Regions from separate parts of the Hordeum vulgare genome. Here region 2 is linked to region 1. The links are chromatin contacts, called in public Hi-C maps. All regions are on one chromosome and are shown on one strand. Each heading gives the region's core, a stretch centred on a gene start, on an enhancer-like site or on the middle of the called end of the contact. The rest is flanking DNA. Distances are from core to core; before and after follow the strand shown.

Region 1 (2,935 bases), core at 113-2,612:
TATGGAAGAAAAAACACGTTTTTTCGTTTTTGAGAGGCACACACGTGCCTCTCGCAGAAGAAATAAAGAATAATAAACCTTGTTTTTTTCGTTTCCGAGAGGCACGACTCGCGGAAGCAAATCCGTGCCTCTGATGGAAGAAAAATAATAAAAACGTGTTTTTTTGTTTCCGAGAGATACAATCCTACCTCTCGCGGAAGAAAATACATGCCTCTCGTGGAAGAAAAATAATAATAGGTGTTTTTTTTGTTTTCAAGAGACATGGTCGTACCTCTCGTAGAAGCAAATCCGTTCCTCTCGTTGAAGCAAAGCCGTGCCTTTTGAGGAAGGAAAAAGAAGAAAACACATCTTTTCCATTTCTGAGAGGCACTGTCGTGCCTCTCAAAAGCAAACATGTGCCTTTCACGGAACCAAAATTGTGCCTCTCGAGGAAAAAAAATGCATTTTTCGCGTATTTTTTTGAATTATTTGTTTGTTCAAAAGCTAAACAGACCAATGAAAAACCGAAAAGCCAAGAAAAGCCATCTAAAAAGTTGAAACGCGTGCAGAAAAAATCCAAAGAAAATGCCCAAGACGCAACACGTGACGGTGACTGAGAACACGTCAAGTGGCGGCTGCTCAGAGTGATCATTGGGAGGCTTCCAAACAAGCGCTCCTTTGTTAGTTGCTCCCGGTCTATGGGTGTGTGGAGTTCCTTGATCTAAGGGCTATCAAAGGGGAAAATGATACTCCTTTGGTTTACAAGAATTTTGTTGGAATTGTATACTATATGATTCTTATACAGTTTTTTTTCTTCCTTAAATCCCTTTTGATTTGTAAGAATGAATTCATATTTCTATGTAGATTGTTTCTTACCCTTCATATTTCAAAGAAGCTCAAACCTAATTAAAAAAAATGCATATCCTCTAAACAAAATGACATTTCCCCCCTAGAATTGAGATGCATGGCATTTCATTTCATATGTCCCTGAACGTTTCACCGGATATGTCCTTGATCTGGACCTACAGATCTACTAAGCGTAATCGTGCTTGGCATGAGACCACACATTTAGTAAACGGGTTGGCCTGTGACGACACATTTAGTAAACGGTTGGCCTGTGACATGTTTAGCACGCTGTGTTGCATGGTTTTTAGATTGCTGTGTTGTGTTTTAAGCTTATTGGACTGTTTTTAGGTCACACATATATAGGCTGTGCTTCAAAAAATATAAAATAAATAAATTGGGTATACCATGCCGGCCCGCGTGCCCAGCTTCCAGGCGCAGGCACGGCCCATTCAGCCTGGGCCGTGCCGGACCAGCTGGCACGGCCCGTCTGGCCAGATCTGATCCAGGTCTCCAATCTTGGCCTCGCTGGCCGACGGCCGCCGTTTCCTCGTTACTACGCAGCCAGCAGTTCTTTCCTCATCGCCGACCGAGCGCCGCCGCCACCGATCGAGGCGAGTTCGCCGAAGGTCGCAGCGAAGAAAGACGGTGGCTGCTATGGACGGCGGTGGTGAAGTGGGGTGCACCAAGAAAGAGGCGGAGGCCGAGTACCATTGCCACGACTTCGAGTGGGAGGACCTCCGGGCGGATGTGGAAGCCAACCCTTCCTTCTCCTACCACCTGTCCCCTTTCCCCACGACCACCGCCTCGCCGCAGCCACCATCATCGGAGGCCTGGAGAAGCTTCCACCGCCGCCACGCCTCCGGCAGGTTCTTCAAGGTTGCTGATTCCCCCTTCTCTCCTAGGCCCCTTGCGCATAACACTTGCTTCTATTTGTATTTTACTTATCATCAATTCGGCAGCAATGCGACCCACTAGATCACATGGATTCATGGACTAGTGCAAGGTTGCATTTCTTTACCGGGGAAACGACTGCGTTTCTGGGAGCTGAGCCGTGCAGCTAGACAAGACAGCAGTGAAGACAGACTAGATTACTTCCTTTCCCAATTTTTTCATGAGTGAAGAGATACTATAACTAAAGCGTCAAATTAGCGACTGGAATGAAACGATTCCTGATTAGCAGTGTTTTGACATTTTGTACCATATTATCACCGAATTCACAAATACCAGAAGATTGTTCGTTTGTTCATTCTTATGGAATGGAAACTTTTACTAAGGGGCAATTATGATGTGCATCCTGTCAGCAGCATCTTGTTAGTAGGATCAAGACTAGCGATATCCATAGAGATACAGTGTTGCTATCTACAGCAGACTGAACTTAGGGGAGTTGACAAAATAACATATCTTCGTCTAGCTTTGACAAAATAACATGATATGTTTATAACTACGGTTATGATCTTGCACCCTGTGTGTTAGATGATCATTTTTTTCTTGTGCGTTTTTTTTCATTTTCTGCTTTTTCTTCACCCATAAGCTTTGGAAAAGTAAAGTACTATACATTATACCTTTGATAGCAAAGTATTTTCTAAGTTTTCTAGGAATACTACAGTTTAATTTAGTCTAACCTGTTTGGCAATCATTAAAAATATTAGTATTAATACTATGGTATCTTCAAAACCACAGTATTATCTCTGTCTAAAAAAAAGAACCCCTGACCTCTTTTTTTAAAACTGAGCAAGCGAATAAAACGCCGAATAGATAGCTTTTTCCACGTTCTCCTCTTTCCAAGCCATAGCTAGTCTTGTCTTCGTCGGCGGCCATGGATATTATCATCCTCCCAGGGTGCTCCTCCCGCCGCTCATGCCGGCCGCTGGCCTTTGCTTCCAGGTGGCCATGCTGTTCCCCCTCCCACCGCTCTCCGCACAGCCGGAAGCTTCACTTCCTGTTCAACTGCCTCTTCTTTGTGTATGGCCGTTTTAGTGTATGGGGCTAGCTAGCTAGCTAGCTAGCAATACGCATGGTGTAACTGCTTCAAACGACTAGCTAGGAAATTTACTTTGTTGCATACAAGCATTTGCCAAACAGGATCACGGTATTCTCAATACTCTAAAAT
Region 2 (2,935 bases), core at 276-2,775, 240 kb after region 1:
GCGACGACTGGGACCCTCACGGACCCCGTCAAGCCACCATCCCTCGCAGTGGGGGTGATGGTAAAGGGAATTTAGGGCGATGGATGAGGACACGGACACGAACACGAAGTCACTCTGGAGGAGCACGACGACTTAAAGCCGTGATAGGGAGGACTGACGTGGGAAGGGCGGTCGATTTAGTGGACTTTATCGAATTGAAGATATTTCGAGCCACACCAACCTATCGGATCCGACATGGGCTTTTGTGCATCCCTATATCCATCCTACATATGAGCTTGGTTGGGCGGGTGCCGAACAACCAAGGTGTTTGGGTTGTCTTTGAGGTCTAGCTGAGTGTCTTTGTTTTTTGCGGGGAGGGCGTCCTTTTTTTAGCGTAGCTGTCTGCCTAGATATTTACATGAAAGTGGGATCCGATTGTAGGTGTTGTAAGGTAGAGGGTTGCCCGTGTTTGATTATGAGCGGGGCACGGTAAAAGAGTTGGGAATATTTTGAATATGAAAAGATTTAAATGTACCATACTCAAGTCAATTTCATGGAGAGAAAAAAAATCGGTCATCTGACTCCAATAAACCGAGTTATGGTTCTTGGCTAGCATTCCCTATATTATGATCTCGAAACATTAGGTGGAGTGGGTGAGATTTACATGCCCGGTCGAATCCCAAGCAAACAATGTACAGGCCGTGGCACGACCGGAGTCACAGTACAACGCTCTGATTCGTGTGACCTGACCGCTAGTGCCGCCGCGCCGCGCGGCCGAGCCCAGCCGGCACAAACCGTAGGGCGGGCACGGCGAGAAGGACGGTCGAGGAGAAAGCGCCTACAAGGCGGCGGCGGCGGCGCGGTCGGCGAACCGCTGGAGCGCCTCGCGCATCCAGAGGTGCGGGCAGCGGTCCATGGCGTCCTGCACGGTGACCCAGGTCCTGCCGCGGCCGGACATCTCGGGCCACCGCTCGAGCTCGTCGGTGACGCGCAGCGGGAACATGTACCCCTCGTAGGTGGCGTCGTAGCGGCGGCTCTGGTAGCACCAGCGGCCGAGGCTGGGCCCCGTCTCGCCGCGCACGCCGGCCTCCTCCAGGGCCTCGCGGCGCGCCGCCTCGTCCATGGACTCGTCCAGCTCCCACCCGCCCTTGGGGAAGAGCACGCCCGCGCTGGCGCCCTTCTTGCGCGAGCAGATGACCAGCACCTCCACCTCGCCGCCGTCCCCGCGCGCCCGGTACGGGATGCAGCCCACCACGATGCGGCCCCCGGTGCTGGCGCTATACCGCTGCAGCTCGCGCCCCTGCCTCGCCGCCACCATCATCGCCGCCATCCAACGACCGACCAATGGCCCGCTTGCCGCTGCTGCCGCTGCCGTCGCCCTCGATCAATCCGCCGGACGGTTCTTGGGTTGGTTTCTTGGAGCTCCACGGGGAGGGAGGAGGAGGAGGAGAGAGAGAGGGGGGTTCTGTCTGAAATATGGAGGCCCGGTGGCGCTATCTTTGGATCTGCCGGTGGGAGGAGGAGCTGGAGCTGGAGCTGGATGGATTTGAGCCAGATGGGGGCGGGGATGCCTGGCTATTAATAGGATCTGCACGCGCGGCCGGCCTCGCTCTAGCCGGTTGTTGTGGTTGGCAGCGTCGTTGCAGAGTGAGGGAACGTGACAAAGGCGGGGCAGCTCCATGACAAAACAAAAGCTGGGCAGCTAAGGTGGCGCCTGGACGCGGTGCATGGGCTCTCTATAGCGTGTCAATATCCATCCATCCATCCAGTATCTGGCTTCTGTTCCCCTGATGGGTTCGAGAGGTACTTCCGGTGGATGTGTACGAGCTTCCAGCTAAAAGCTGCTTGTTTGGGATCCCACCGGTTTGAGGATCTAGAGTATAGGAGTATTTGACTTTTGCCGTTCAGCTAAAGTCGCTAGCTCTACGTTCTAACTATTTATCGCGTGGTCTTTTTTTTTCCTTTCTAGAAGGCATGGGAATGACGTGCGTTTACACGATGAAAAGGAGAAAAACAACATAAATGCTTGTTCGTAAGTTGAGTTGTGCAATGATGAGCTGAACTGCTGTAGAAAAGAGGCACTGAGAGTTGAAACCGTGTATCCGTATATACTTTTCAGGTCTTTTCATTTTCGCTTGATTCTTGACATGAAAAGGTTTCTGGAAATCTCTTGCCATGGACAGGTTTGTAGAAAGAAAGAGACGCCAACTTACTAACGAACGTTTTTAGTCCTTGTATATAGCTATTTGAACTTTTTTAACTAATGATGAATATGCTAAAAGATCTAAGGTGGTGTTTCTTTACAGAGACTTTTTGCTCTAGGGACTAAAAAAAATCCTTTTTAGTCCTATGTGAAAGAAACAGGAGGGACTTTTAGGGACTAAAAAAGGTGTTTGGGACTAAAGGAAGAAGTTTCTATGGAAGGGACTTTTTGGGACTTTTTTGACACTTTTTCCAACAGTGTCCCTATTTTTAGCATGTCATTTAATAACTTTTAGTACATTACCAGGGGTAACATAGTCTTTTTGCATGTCATTTAGTACCCTCTAATCACTGTTTAGTCCCTAGAAAGAAACGGGTAGGGACTAAAGACTTTTTAGTTGGGACTAAAAAAAGTCTTAGAACTTTTTAAAGAAACAGGGCCTAAGGGGTTCACAAGATAGACTAGGACGGTACCCCCTCTATTAAAAAATAGTAGATGTTTTTCTCGATTTTACGCAATATTCGGCGAGCAACTTTGATAGTAATTAATCATAGAATACTGTAAATGTGTTTTTTCACTAGATATCAAATGCTACAGTTACGTATTATGAAACAAATTGAAATGTTTTTTTTGTCCTATTAACTAGTTGTGGTCAAAGTCAAACGTACTGTTTGTGTGTGTGTGTGTGTGTAAGACAATATTGTAATTAGTCCTTTTTCATTATGACATTGCGTTGTGCCAAGCTGAGAATAC

What was found. Hi-C and Micro-C count contacts between places; a contact is called where the count stands out from the background.
Region 2: a contact with region 1 is called in a Hi-C map of leaf, with 2.2 times the contacts expected there. The contact joins the promoter of LOC123409960 here to the promoter of LOC123411301 in region 1. A contact is called at or near these places in 3 of 6 Hi-C or Micro-C datasets (leaf and seedling) and 1 of 1 datasets of contacts at active chromatin or transcription factors (embryo).

The regions. Positions count from the first base shown.
Region 1 is chr7H:109,845,892-109,848,826 of MorexV3_pseudomolecules_assembly, forward strand. It overlaps LOC123411301 (tRNA N(3)-methylcytidine methyltransferase METTL6), which reads left to right and starts at 1,363. Exons shown (of 8, transcript XM_045104232.1): 1 at 1,363-1,701. The coding sequence starts at 1,480.
Region 2 is chr7H:110,089,461-110,092,395 of MorexV3_pseudomolecules_assembly, forward strand. It overlaps LOC123409960 (nudix hydrolase 21, chloroplastic-like), which reads right to left and starts at 1,526. Exons shown (of 1, transcript XM_045102831.1): 1 at 558-1,526. The coding sequence starts at 1,309. The coding sequence ends at 818.